2 separate regions of the Rattus norvegicus genome follow, and region 1 is linked to region 2. Evidence: chromatin contacts called from public Hi-C data. All regions are on one chromosome and are shown on one strand. Each heading gives the region's core, a stretch centred on a gene start, on an enhancer-like site or on the middle of the called end of the contact. The rest is flanking DNA. Distances are from core to core; before and after follow the strand shown. Region 1 holds the start of Hras (HRas proto-oncogene, GTPase). Region 2 holds the start of Ric8a (RIC8 guanine nucleotide exchange factor A).

Region 1 (6,391 bases), core at 1,171-3,670, 360 kb before region 2:
ACACACACACACACACACACACACACACACACACACGTACGTACGTGCACACGCACGTGCTTATAAGATAAAGAATTTTTTTTTAAAGGCTGTGAAGCTAGGGATACTGAACAAGATGCCCGTAGTGACCAGCAGCAAGTAGTTACTGACAGTTCCCTGGGCTGCCCCAGACCATGGCTGTAGATCTGCCTTCATTAGTGGTCTCTTGAGTCTGGGTTCAGGATCAAGATAGCACACATTCCGGTCCCCAGCTCCGAAAAAAAAAAAAATATAGCACACATTCCCTCCGACCACACATTTCTCTGACTAAGTACCTGAAGGTAGCTGGCTCCTGCTGTAGGTCAAACATCCGGGCAAGGGGGCCACATGTGTCTACATGTAACACCTGTAAAAGAGAATTAGATTAGCTTCCTGGCTAGGCCACTGTGCTCTGTGGCACCTGAACTGACAGCACCCAGAAGCAAGCAGTACAAGAATGGGGGGGGTCTTAGGTGGGGGTCTGGTCCTGAACTCCCTGTGACCCTTCCAATGGAGGATGAAGTTCATATAATGAGGATCAGCCAGGGTCCCTCTAGATCACCCAATGCAAATGAAGACATGATCCAAATCCTACTTCCCCTCCTAAAGGTGTATGTGCTTGTCAATCATCTTCTGTAAGCCCACCTCTCCTGTACTCCTTCCCATACTTTTAAGAGTTTTTTCAGGGGGTTGGGGATTTAGCTCAGTGGTAGAGCGCTTGCCTAGGAAGCGCAAGGCCCTGGGTTCGGTCCCCAGCTCCGAAAAAAAAAAAAAAGAACCAAAAAAAAAAAAAAGTTTTTTCAGGTGCCTCTACACCTCTGGCAGGAAGCTCATATACAGTTTCTCCTTAAACATACAGAGGTCTGTGTTTGGCCCCAGATCTTATACTCAAGAGACAATGACTAGAGTGAGAACTCTATTCAGAACATTAAGTATCCTTTCTTCTTGGTCATCCTCCGTGGCCTCCATCCATCCGGGTTTGTCCGATCCCTAACTCCTGTACTCTTATCTTTCCCAGACACATTTTTCTAGTAAGAGCGATCCCCTTCCACTGCACTACATGATTTATTGCTTACTCTGTCCTGTATGCCTTGTCCCACAAGACGTGGGCTGCACTCCTCCGCCCAGGTTCCCCCTAGCACAAAGGATATGAAGAGGTGGTGCCAGGCTCTCACCTGAGGGGTGGGCTAGGGTGCCCAAGACTTGGGGCGCAGCCCTGGGCCCCTCCACCGCGGCGGTCGCTCTCTCAAGTGAGGGCTTTTATATTTTTATCACCGCGGTGGGGTTGCGGACCTGGCGCCATGGCAACGGGGGCGGGGCTCATTTGAATACCCAAATATTCGTGAGCCGCGGGCATCCGGGGCTCGGGCAAGATGAACCCCGCCCCCTAGCAACGGTTGCCGGGACACGCGGCAGATCCGGTGGAAGGGCTCCCTAGAGTAATAAGAGAGAAGGCGGAAGGCTGAACACAGTGAAGACACTCACAGTGGTTCAGAGAGCCGCCCATGAGAGGCTTCTGGCCAGCTCTCGGTTATCAGCCTGCTAGCTGAATAGACCAAGCCGAGCTTGCACCCCGGGCGGCGACCGAGGTGAGCGTGCAACCTCAGGCCTGCACCACCTGAGTAAAAACCCTGTCGGTTTTCTGAGGATGTGCTTACTCGTTTCTTTGAAATTTCAAAAAGTGTTGAAAACATGTCATTTGCGTCTGACACAGATGTACCCTACTTGCTTGAGTGGGTGGAACATTTCATTTCGCCCCAATACCAACTTTTCTGACTTTCGGGGTCGTTCTTCAAGTGGACGCAGTATGAGCTGCTGCAGTGTTGGGACCTCGAGTTTGGGAGAGGTAGGGGGTCTTCTCCAAAGCACGAGGAGCGCGGTGTAATGGGCCGACGCTGCCCCAGGATGGAGCCTTCGCTCCACCTCGGCCTACGGCAGCTAGGGGTTCCGGCGAACTCTGTCTTCCTCTGGTATTCCGCGTCCGCGGTGCAGACTGTCCTCGACTCCAGGACCCGGTCGGAATGACCTTTCCGCTCCTGGGCCTTTGGGCCTTTGGTGAGGCTTCAGGGTGGAGGCTCTTTGGCAGGCTCTCTCAACGCGACTCGAGCGTACACCAGTTTCTCTCCGGAGGAATCCCAGGCTCGTAACCACTGTCTGGGTCTCTCTTTTCTGCACCTAAGAACTAGGAATCACTGTTGACTGCAGCACCCAAGTTCCGACACCGCCCTCCCACCTAGGCTCCTCCTAGCAGCGGCTTCTGACGGATGGGTTGCTCAGCCAATCATAACAGGTGGCGGTGGGGCGGAGTTCGACCAATCATCGGCGGCCTCGAGTTGACGGACGGGCGCGGGGCGGAGCGGGGCGGGGCGAGCGCGGGCCCGGCCAAGTCCCCGCCGTCCGCGCCCGGCGCCCGCAGCCCGAGCCGCACCCGCCGCGGACGGAGCCCATGCGCGGGCCCAGTCGGCGCCCGTCCGCGCCCCCGCCCTGCCCCGGCCCCGGCCCCGGGGGCAGTCGCGCCAGCAAGCGGTGAGTGCGGGCACGGGGTGGGGTGCGGGGCGCAGGTGATCGGTGCTTCCTTGCTTCTCTCGGCCCAGCAACGTGCCTAGCGTCCGGCTGCCCGCCTCTGCGGCCGGGCTCGCTCTGCCTGTGGCCGTCCTCCCAGCGAGGCGCCGCCCGGGCCTCCGGAGACTCTGCGCCCCGCGGCCATCACGCTCCGGCCTCGGGGCCACAAGGACACCCGCGTTGGGCCCCAACCAGGGCCTTCTGCTCCCAGCTACTCCTCGCGTTCCTGCAGTCACCTGCTTCCCACACCCTCAGCTTCCTCCCACCCCTCTGTGAAGGCTCCCTGGCCCCTTGTGGAAGGTTTGTCTTAGTGGAGGGCAGGGTCCTTCTCCAGCTACCCTTCCCCCGCTGCCGGGACCGCGCCTGGCATGCAGTAGGCGCTCAGTAAATAGTTGTAGGTTGCACCCACATGCCGGCGGGCCGGAGCCGGTTGTAGGCTGGCATTGGCCTGCCTGGGCACGCTAAGGCCGCCGTGGCAGGACCTGTTTTTTGGGGGGTGGCCTCAGCCCTCAGGCGCCTCCAGTTGAGAGTTTCTGCCTACCTAGCGACTTCTAATTTGGGTGCGTGGTTGGGAGAAGCTCTCAGCTGTCAGCCCTGCCTTGGGGGCCTCTCCCTGCTTCCTCACACAGCCATTAAGTGCTGTTGGAGGAGGGTGGGGGTCCTCCCTTTTCGAGTGGAGGTGCCACAGGTGATCACCCGGGCCACTGGCTTGCTTGCCTACTCAGTGCTGGAGAGAGCCCTTGGGTTAGGCATCTATTAGCAGTCTCAAGTGGCTAGGGCCTGGCTAAGTGTGATTCTCATTGGCAGGTGGGGCAGGAGCTCCTGGTTTGGCAGCCCCTGTAGAAGCGATGACAGAATACAAGCTTGTGGTGGTGGGCGCTGGAGGCGTGGGAAAGAGTGCCCTGACCATCCAGCTGATCCAGAACCATTTTGTGGACGAGTATGATCCCACTATAGAGGTGAGCTCTGACTACCTGCCAGAGGTGGGCTCTGGCAGTGGTCATGGGTTAGAGTCCCAAACAACCAGGTCTTGAAGTTGGTATGGGTCTGATTCCTACCTGATCCATCAGGGTATGAGAGGTGCAAGGGTAGGCTGGCTCTGTGGATTCTCTGTCTAAGAAGAGGTAGGACCCTTAAGCTGTGTTCTTTTGCAGGACTCCTACCGGAAACAGGTAGTCATTGATGGGGAGACGTGTTTACTGGACATCTTAGACACAGCAGGTCAAGAAGAGTATAGTGCCATGCGGGACCAGTACATGCGCACAGGGGAGGGCTTCCTCTGTGTATTTGCCATCAACAACACCAAGTCCTTTGAAGACATCCATCAGTACAGGTGAGCCACCTATGGCTAGCCCGTGAGCCCATGGCATATGTGAGGAAGGTTCTGTGTGCACACTGAGGCTTTATGTCTTTTTTTGAATGTCCTGGACACAGTCAGGCCTGCAGTCTGCTAGCTGGCTCATATACACCCCATCCCCCTCCAGGGAGCAGATCAAGCGGGTGAAAGATTCAGATGATGTGCCAATGGTGCTGGTGGGCAACAAGTGTGACCTGGCCGCTCGCACTGTTGAGTCTCGGCAGGCCCAGGACCTTGCTCGCAGCTATGGCATCCCCTACATTGAAACATCAGCCAAGACCCGGCAGGTGAGCTTGTTCCCCTCTCCACAGCTAGTCAAGGATTCACCATGCCCCACCCCAGCCAGGGAGCAGAGCTCATCGCCCCTCTCCCTCAACACAGGGCAGCCGCTCTGGCTCTGGCTCCAGCTCCGGGACCCTCTGGGACCCCCCGGGACCCATGTGACCCATGTGACCCAGCGGCCCTCATGCTGTAAGTCTTCCAGACCGCAGGGCTGTGAGGGAGGCAAGGGCCAGGGTCTGGGCTTATGCCCTAAAGTTCTGGGTTGACATAGCTCCAGGGCAGGATGGGGTCCATGGAGAGAGCTGCCCTGAGCCAGGCCGGAGCGGTGACCCAGGGGCCTAGTTCTTCTTGTCTCCAGTGTCCTATGGAGATTTGCTATTTTAAGCCCTTAAGTGTTGTTAGGTTGTTAACCTTGAGACATACTGGGGGTCTGGGAGAGTCTGAGTTAAGTGGCTCTGATTTTTCAGTGGTATTTAGGAGTGAACCTACTTAAAGAGAGTGGCTCTGACTTTTCAGTGGTATTCAGGAGTGGACCTGCTTAAAGAGAGTGGCCTGTACTTTTTAGATGGCCAGAGCCCAGCTCCCTATTTATTTTGGTTTTGCAGCTGAGGAAGGGAGCCTCCAGCATTGGGGTGTTACCTGATCCAGTCAGGGAGTTTCTTACCCAGAGAGCAGAGCACCCCTTTCCTCCTCAGAGTCCTCTCTGATCCAGTCCCTCTGTTCCCAGGGTGTGGAGGATGCCTTCTACACACTAGTACGTGAGATTCGGCAGCATAAACTGCGGAAACTGAACCCGCCTGATGAGAGTGGCCCTGGCTGCATGAGCTGCAAGTGTGTGCTGTCCTGACACCAGGTGAGGCAGGGACCAGCAAGACATCTGGGGCAGTGACCTCAGCTAGCCAGATGAACTTCATATCCACTTTGATGTCCCTGCTCCCCCAATTCTGCCAATCCCCCTGCCTGCAGTCAGTCATGTCCTTTGTGCCCGTCCCGGCACAGGCTCAGGACGAGGAGGTGCCGGATGCAGGGAGGAGGTGCTGTCGGAAGGAAGGAAAGAGGAGGGAAGGAAGGAAACGATGCTGGAGCCAGTCCAGTCCAGGGATGGTGGACAGATGTGACCAAGACCTTCGCATGGACAATTTGAACAGACTGTCATGAACTATCCCTGTTGCCACTGGCACCCAAGTCCTCCGCCCCTCTCAGCTCCCTTGGGCGCCTATGAGGGCACATGTTGAATCACAGTAAATTATTTGATGGTCTTGACTTGTCTCTGGCTGGAAGTAGGAGGTGTAGTGCCTGTGGCCTCACAGAAGATACTGGGGACCTGGGATCTATCATCTGCCTTGTTCCTGTTTCTAGAAGAGGCTGGGGAGGCTGGCCTGGGACCTGGGACTGTGCAGCCCTTCTCTTCTGCCTGCCTCAACTGTCTTGTGTTTCCTGCAGAAAGTTATAAATAACACAAGAATAGTCAGGTGATATGAAAGGTGACCTATTGTCCTTTAACTAATGGGAAGAGGACGGCTTCGAAAGTAAGGGGGCATCCCTTGTCTCCAGCAGAAAACATGTCTCCTGCATTCTTGGGCCCATAAAATAAATACAGCCCCAAGGATTACAGTGTGAGACCTGCCCTGCCCCAACATCCTGCAGCCCTCTGACCAGTGGTGGAGATCCTAGGACTCTGGAAATAGGGACCTGATATTTTCTGTGTACCCTCAGACCTCTGTCTAACTGGTGCCTAGGAGCCTGCCAATCTCAACTTCCTGAGTGGGTAGAAACTGCCTCACTGGTTTCTACCATTTCTCTGAGGTGTACAGGTGTTCTCTAAGTCATCTATATAGGCCTGCGAGGCACATACAGGTCAGATAGCTGCTCACTGCTCCCAAAGGGTGTGCCATGCTAGTGCCTCATTCTAGCACTAGTCATGACTATGGGAGGGTCCATCCACTTATCCTGGTCCTCATCCTGGCCACTGAGGCCCATGGTGGGTGCCCTTTACCCTCTCCAGACTCAGGTGGAGTTGGGTGAACTCCCTTTCTTTAGGACACCTGGAATGTAAGGAGGCTCCAATAGACATGATATAGAGCCTGCTACTGAGTAGTTGGGCAGTGGGACCCTACACTTGCTCTCTTCCACAGCAGCCAAATGTTCAGCTTTCCTTGTCCACATGTATTT
Region 2 (6,303 bases), core at 927-3,426:
AGGCCTTGACACAGTAACCATATTTAGCACAGATACAATCCCTGGCCCTTCTCCTGGGGTACACATGATATGTGGGCCCGAAGGATAGCACTGAGGCAAGGGCAGTTGGTACCCCAACTCGAGTTTGGTGGGGAAACACTGTAGACTCTATCTGCACCATTCTGTCTGAGCTGAGATGCCAAGCAATCTCTCAGTTTCGAGAGACTGGCTGAGGCACCAGCAAGAGACCATGCGGCCTCCACCTAAGGCCCTGTCTCTAAGTTCAAAACTCTTCTTAGTCATACCCTGAGTTCCCTAGGCTCTCTGAAAACACACCGGGATCCCGTTCCCCATGATGTCACACTCAAAGGTGGGGCCCGGGCTCCCAGGTGCTTGAGTCACAGCTAGGGTTAAGGACTTCTGTACCCATACCTAGGCAACTCCTGCCATCCCCAACATAGTAAGTCCTGCTCCTCACCCATGGAACTCCTCTGTGCGGTCTCCAGCAGCATCAGCCATCACACAGTGCCGCAGAAGGGTCCCCAGGTACCGGTAAAGGGCAGCGTCCTCCTAGCCAAAGACGGAAAGGGGCTCCCGTGAGAATAAGACCCTATTCTTATGACCCAAGGCCACATGGTGATCACTAGGCCCTGTCCACAGCACACTTGGTCACCTGAAGCATTATGGAGAATACCCGTCCCCAGCCCCATGCACAACACAGCTCAGAAACCTTGAGTTCCTGCCTAGATTGTCCTCTAGTCCTTGCCATATCCGACACCCTGCAACTTGAGGCACACAGGGAAGCAAACCCACAAAATGCCCCAGCTGAGCTGAGTCCCACCCATTGACTTCAGACTACAACCTACCTCATCAACCTCCCTCTTAACAGAGTCGTAGGTGATGTTAAAGAGCACTTTGAGGATTTCCATGGCCCGCTCTGTCTCTTGGGCTGGAAGTATCACCAGAGGGTTTTCTTTGGGGGCCACACCCAATGTCAGTTCCAGCGCATCGGTCAGCAGGCGCACGCCATGCAGCTCCTGAAACAGCTGCTGGCGCACATCAGTGCGAAGGGCTGTTAGCAGGAAAAGGAGCCTTAAGTCAAAGAACTGGACTTCGTGGGGATAGCTCCTTTTGCGGTACAGTCCCACACGTTCCGCTAGCCTCACCACCAGTCGAGCCTCTGCTGCTAGCATCTGTGCTGTAGGACTGCTGAGCACAAGATTACACAGGCATTTGAGAGACTCGAGGAGGACATCCATGTCTGGGGGCTGTGGGATGGGCTCCTCTGAGATGGCAATGTCGGCATAGCAGGCTAGTGCGTGTAAACTCTGGCGGCTAGCAAATGAGTCCAGGCAGCTGCGGTCTCGGGATAGGATTCGGATAGTCTGCAGCCAGGTGACACGGTGTTTTGGTGACAAGCCCTGCTCCAGTACGGAGACCAGCAGCTTTGCGAGTCTCTGTGGGAAGGGACAAAAATGGTTCCACTAGGCCCTCTTCTTGGGGCAGCCCGTGCTTGCCCTAGGAACCCCCTTGGGCTGACACCTACCTTCCTGTCCTCCTGCTGTGCATCATCGAAGGTGAAGCTCTGGGAATGCTGCAGGGAGACCCAGGAAGCTCAGTTCCACACGCAGGTAGGACCTGTGCTCCTCGAGAAGCAGCAGGTCTGCTTCTACCTCTGAAGCAGCAGCCATCGCTGTGTACGTAAAGCAAGGCCCACCCTCGCCACCCATACACCTGACTACCACAGAGGCACCGCCGTGGCCCAGCCCACCACCCACCGCCCTGCTCCCTGCCACACTCGCACGCACACCCCAGCCGAGTGGCGAGCAACCGGCTGCTTCCTCACTTCCTGCAATTTCCTCGGCAGCTGGATGCCTCTCACCTCTCGGTTAAACGACCGCAGAGCTTCTGTCACCGCATCTTCCTCTCCCGTCTCCAAGGCATCCGCAACTGCCCGGGGCTCCATGGCCCCTGGCACGGGGTGCTAGAAGACTTGGGCTGGGAAGACGCAATCGGCCAAACCCGGGGACTCCGCCCAGGTCCGGAAGCCCAGCGTCCACGCGTGAGGAATGCTGGGAGAACAGCCGAGCCTAGGGTGTGTACAGGCGCGGGGCTGGCCTCCGGCTTAAGGTGGAGCAACCCGGCTGTGGCCGCTGAGCGGCTTGTCTTGGAGCAGCGATGCTAGCTAACTAAGCAGTATCCTCCTTTTGAGCCCTTCTCTCTAGCCCGACTTCCTGGCGGGCGGGGGTGGGGAGTGGGGTGTGGCTTGGCCGGCGCGTAAACCTTTCTCCTTACACTCTTGTTCCCGTACTGTGATAAAAGAGGGAGCGCCGGCTCCTGGCCGCTTAGTCAGTTGGGGAAGACGATTCTCGCGGTCATCTTCCTGATGCTCATCTTCCACGGGAAATAAGGAAAGAGAAGTACGACTTGGATGGTCAAAATAATGTACGTGGTTAGCCGGGCATAGTAACGCACGCTTTTTTAAATTTCAGCACTCGAGAGGCAGAAACGGGCAGACCTATCTAAAAACAATCAAAAAACCAAACCACCAAAATAATGTGGTTATCAAAAGAAAAGGGCAATTGCAGAGTGTATGAGGAAGGATCGGAGAGAAGGAAGTGAAGAACACCGGTGGAAAAGCGACTCCCGCGGGAGGAGCAACGGAGGGGCGGCTAGCCGCGGCGTGTCTGGGGTTAGAAGCGTAGGAACGTTGTATAGTGGGGAGCCAGGTCTGCATGCCACTTAGCTTAAGGCAGAGTCGGTGCACCCCACGGTGACACAAGCAATGTTCCAGAGGATAATGCCGCCCGCTGTGCTAACCGGCGCTTGCCTCTACTCAGTGTCAGGTCCTTTGCCAGTCTCTTTCGCTTCTGCTCGTCCTCCCCATCCTGTCGTTCTCACTTGGGGACTTTGCAGCGCCCGAGGTACCCGACCCTCGGCTCCAGGTTGGGGTCTGAGCTCCTGCTCCGGGTAATACCCACAGCGCGGGACTAATACTGCTGACCAATCCGTAGGCCCGAATGCTGGCGGCCCGCCCTTCCCTTATTTACATTCCAGTGTAGAACTACAAGTCTGTTTCTTCCGCTTCAGACTCTTCTCCCGGAAGTTATTAGACCTGAGGCGGAACCGGAAGACCCAGGTAGTGGTGCCACGTCCGTCGCTGTGTTGCCTACTCCCCGAGTGGGACCTCGGAAGGCGCGATGGCAGATTGGACTCGAGGTGAGCGCACCTGAAGGTAGTTGGGATAGGAGGCAAGGTCTAAGTCTGGAGTACGAGCCATCAATTTTTCCTCGGTGGAGGGATCTGCGTGGGATGGCGCTTACGTATTCCAGGAAAAACAGGGCCAGATTTCAACTGGCACTGCCTTGGAACCCAAGCCGGCATGACATCAGTTTGTGTGTATGGTTGATGCCAAGGGCTGGAAGCAGAAGGTCCAAGCAGGGACTTACAGGGCTCAAGTGCCTCGTTTCACACACACCCTCCGCCCCCGTGCCTGTGTTCAGTCTGACAGTTGTGATACTGAGGCTTCTACTATACTAACTATGTAGTGGTTGGTAGGACACAGCCGTCTGTCTTTTAGAGTCTGGTCGCCCCTGTTTGCTGGTGCTGCTGGCTTTCCCCTTAGGTGGGTCATATCGAGGCTGGATTTTTATGCTTCAGACCAGTGCCAGTCACACTTAGGCAGGTGATTCTCAACTACATACCGTGACAGAAATTCTTCATGTCTAGTCTCTGTCCGTCGGAGTAAGGTTTCCACAGGAGAGTGCTCTGGGGCTTCTAGAGATCCTGTGTGGGTTGTAGCAGTAGGGATTGGTAGTTTCTACAGTAAAAGGCCTTTCTTACACTTACCTTGGACTTGATTCCTAAGTCATCCCCACACAGCCTTCCTGTCACCTGCTTTGTTGTTCTGTTCTGTTTTCCCTATAATCCCTACCAGATTGAGACCTGTCCCATACTCTCAGATGGTGATTTCAGCTAAGGCAATATTCATTTTGGTCCAGGAACAGTATACAACAGGGTAGTGTAGATTGACCTGCTGGTTCCCTGTCTCTGCCTGGGCATTGCACACAAGTACTCCCATGACCCATGCTTCCTGTCTGGTGTGTAGGTGGTCTACCTGTTGGAACATAGGGTGGAACATGCTAAGTGAGCAGAAGGATATGGGTGGAATGCCCTTAGAGGTCTCACCAGGCCAGGCTCCACTGGAGCAAGGAGCCAAGGACCACATTTATGAGTGAATTCTACCCTTCAGCCTCTTTGTCTTGCAGCTCAGAGTTCTGGTGCTGTGGAGGAGATTCTAGACAGAGAGAACAAGCGGATGGCTGACAGCCTGGCCTCTAAGGTCACCAGGCTTAAATCGGTTAGTGGTGGCCCTTTTCCCTTCCATGAGACACTTTGGTGAGTGGGGCTGAGTGGGTAGAAAGGAAGCCATGCTGTCCGTGGGTGTGCTGACTGAGGAATGCTTCAGGTAATACCTTGGCCTTTTTAGCTTTTTCTAGTAATAGGTACCTAGCAGAATCTGAAGGGAAGATGGGCACTGCACTCTGTGTCCTTGCTTGACTGTGCCTTCTGTATCCCAACCAGCTGGCTTTGGACATCGACAGGGACACGGAAGACCAGAACCGATACCTAGATGGCATGGTAAGTGCCTGTATTACGTACAAATCATAGTCAGCTCTACCCCCATGCCGCCTGCTCTTCTGCCTCTAACCCTTCAGCGCTAGTACAGTTGGGCCGTCACAGATCCCAGCTCTATGTGATCCCGTTGGGTCTCTCCCGCAGGACTCAGATTTCACAAGTGTGACTGGCCTACTCACAGGGAGTGTGAAGCGCTTTTCCACGGTGGCACGGTCTGGGCGAGACAACCGGAAGCTTCTGTGTGGTATGGCTGTGGTCTTAATTGTGGCCTTCTTCATCCTCTCCTACCTCTTGTCGAGGACAAGGACGTGAGCCAGTGGGAGCCAAGGGCAGCCAGACTCTTGTCCACCTGGTATCCTGGCTTCCTAAGGACCTGACTACAGAAACAATATTCCTTTGAAATTATCATCACGGGTCATTCGTCTTCCTAAGTCAGGACGACTGCGGCTGCCTCTGTCGTAACGAGCTCCTCTTGGCTTGTCCTGTGTATGAAGGAAGAAGAAAAAGGCAAAACCCAGTGCTACTCCCTGGTGCTAAAGACACTGGCAGAGTCAGAGCCATGTTGTATGAGAATGAGCCAGTTCTATTGAGAGCATCTGAGAGTGCTGAATGCGCCTACCGTGGCCAGTGGCCACACTCCTCAAGGGCCTTCTGTTGTGCTCTAACCTGTTTATGTCTGGTTTAAACCATGTCCGTGTTCTTGAAGAGTCTGAAGCTGACACCAGAAGGGAATGTGGCCGTGAGCCCTCTCCAAATGATGGTCGTCGGGATGGGGTTGACAGTGACACCAGGCTGAGACTGCTGGTCAGGAATGGACCTGTGCAGTCTGGCTCAATTCAGACCCCAGGGAAGAGGCAAACTGTGGATAGAGGAGCAGACTGCAGTCCAGAGGCACTGGTCTAAGATCCTTCTGGGCTGTAAGACCATGTTTCCAGGAGCACAGATGTGTGTCCTTGGCATTGAGAATCTTCCCAGTATCAAAGATGCCTCCATCCCTGGGTAGCTTTCAGTCAGGCAGTGCTGGAGTGGTCTCTCTGCTGGGAATCCTTATGGGGCTGGAGGCCACCCATGAAAGCATTTGTGTAGTGGGAACTTGACCTTGTACTGAACCTTGCCCTACCCCGTACAGCCAGTCTCCCTTGTGAGGGAGATTGAGCCACCTCCTTGTTGCACAACTCCATAGACTCACCCGCTCTGCCGGCCCTCCCTGCCACTGTGGCCAGCCCCATTTGCACACAAACTGACTTGCGGAGCTGACAGGGCCGACAGGACCTCGCACCTTTTGTTTTCACATAAAATGTCTTTAAGAAATGAGCCTTGAAGTTCCGTGCCCTTCTCTGACTGTATTCATGTCTGTGTTCTTCTCTCTCCCTCTCCCTACACTGGCTTACCCTCTACCTATGAGGCCATACATGTAGCTCATCGGCCCATAACCACTACCTCTGAGTTCTAAGCCAGTATGATTCTGCCATACCCTGGCCTCTTAATGCCAGTCGCAGTGCCTTGCTGTAGCACCAGGTACCCATCCCCTTATCATTTTCTCTGAACACGTTGACCTTATTTGGCCATTGCATTGTGTCTGCCTGAGCCCCAAACCTTATGGAGGAGGAGCGCCTGTCCTCTGTTTTGCCTACCCTGCAACCTTTACAAGGTAGAGCTCACTCCACACTGCTGCTCTGTGGCTTT

What was found. Hi-C and Micro-C count contacts between places; a contact is called where the count stands out from the background.
Region 1: a Hi-C map of mammary epithelial cells shows a contact between it and region 2, with 2.8 times the contacts expected there. The contact joins the promoter of Hras here to the promoter of Ric8a in region 2. A contact is called at or near these places in 6 of 12 Hi-C or Micro-C datasets (the A7r5 cell line, the Rat2 cell line, Schwann cells and 3 more).

What each region holds. Positions count from the first base shown.
Region 1 is chr1:205,725,283-205,731,673 of GRCr8, reverse strand. Hras (HRas proto-oncogene, GTPase) reads left to right here and starts at 2,420. Exons shown (of 5, transcript NM_001098241.1): 1 at 2,420-2,544; 2 at 3,388-3,539; 3 at 3,735-3,913; 4 at 4,065-4,224; 5 at 4,947-5,702. The coding sequence starts at 3,429. The coding sequence ends at 5,066. Lrrc56 (leucine rich repeat containing 56) reads right to left here and starts at 1,276. Exons shown (of 13, transcript NM_001024902.1): 1 at 1,194-1,276; 2 at 315-385.
Region 2 is chr1:205,360,669-205,366,971 of GRCr8, reverse strand. It overlaps Ric8a (RIC8 guanine nucleotide exchange factor A), which reads right to left and starts at 2,176. Exons shown (of 10, transcript NM_001100520.1): 1 at 1,862-2,176; 2 at 1,526-1,573; 3 at 846-1,436; 4 at 458-549. The coding sequence starts at 1,945. Bet1l (Bet1 golgi vesicular membrane trafficking protein-like) reads left to right here and starts at 2,266. Exons shown (of 5, transcript NM_019368.4): 1 at 2,266-2,424; 2 at 3,070-3,198; 3 at 4,248-4,339; 4 at 4,564-4,620; 5 at 4,762-5,931. The coding sequence starts at 3,180. The coding sequence ends at 4,929.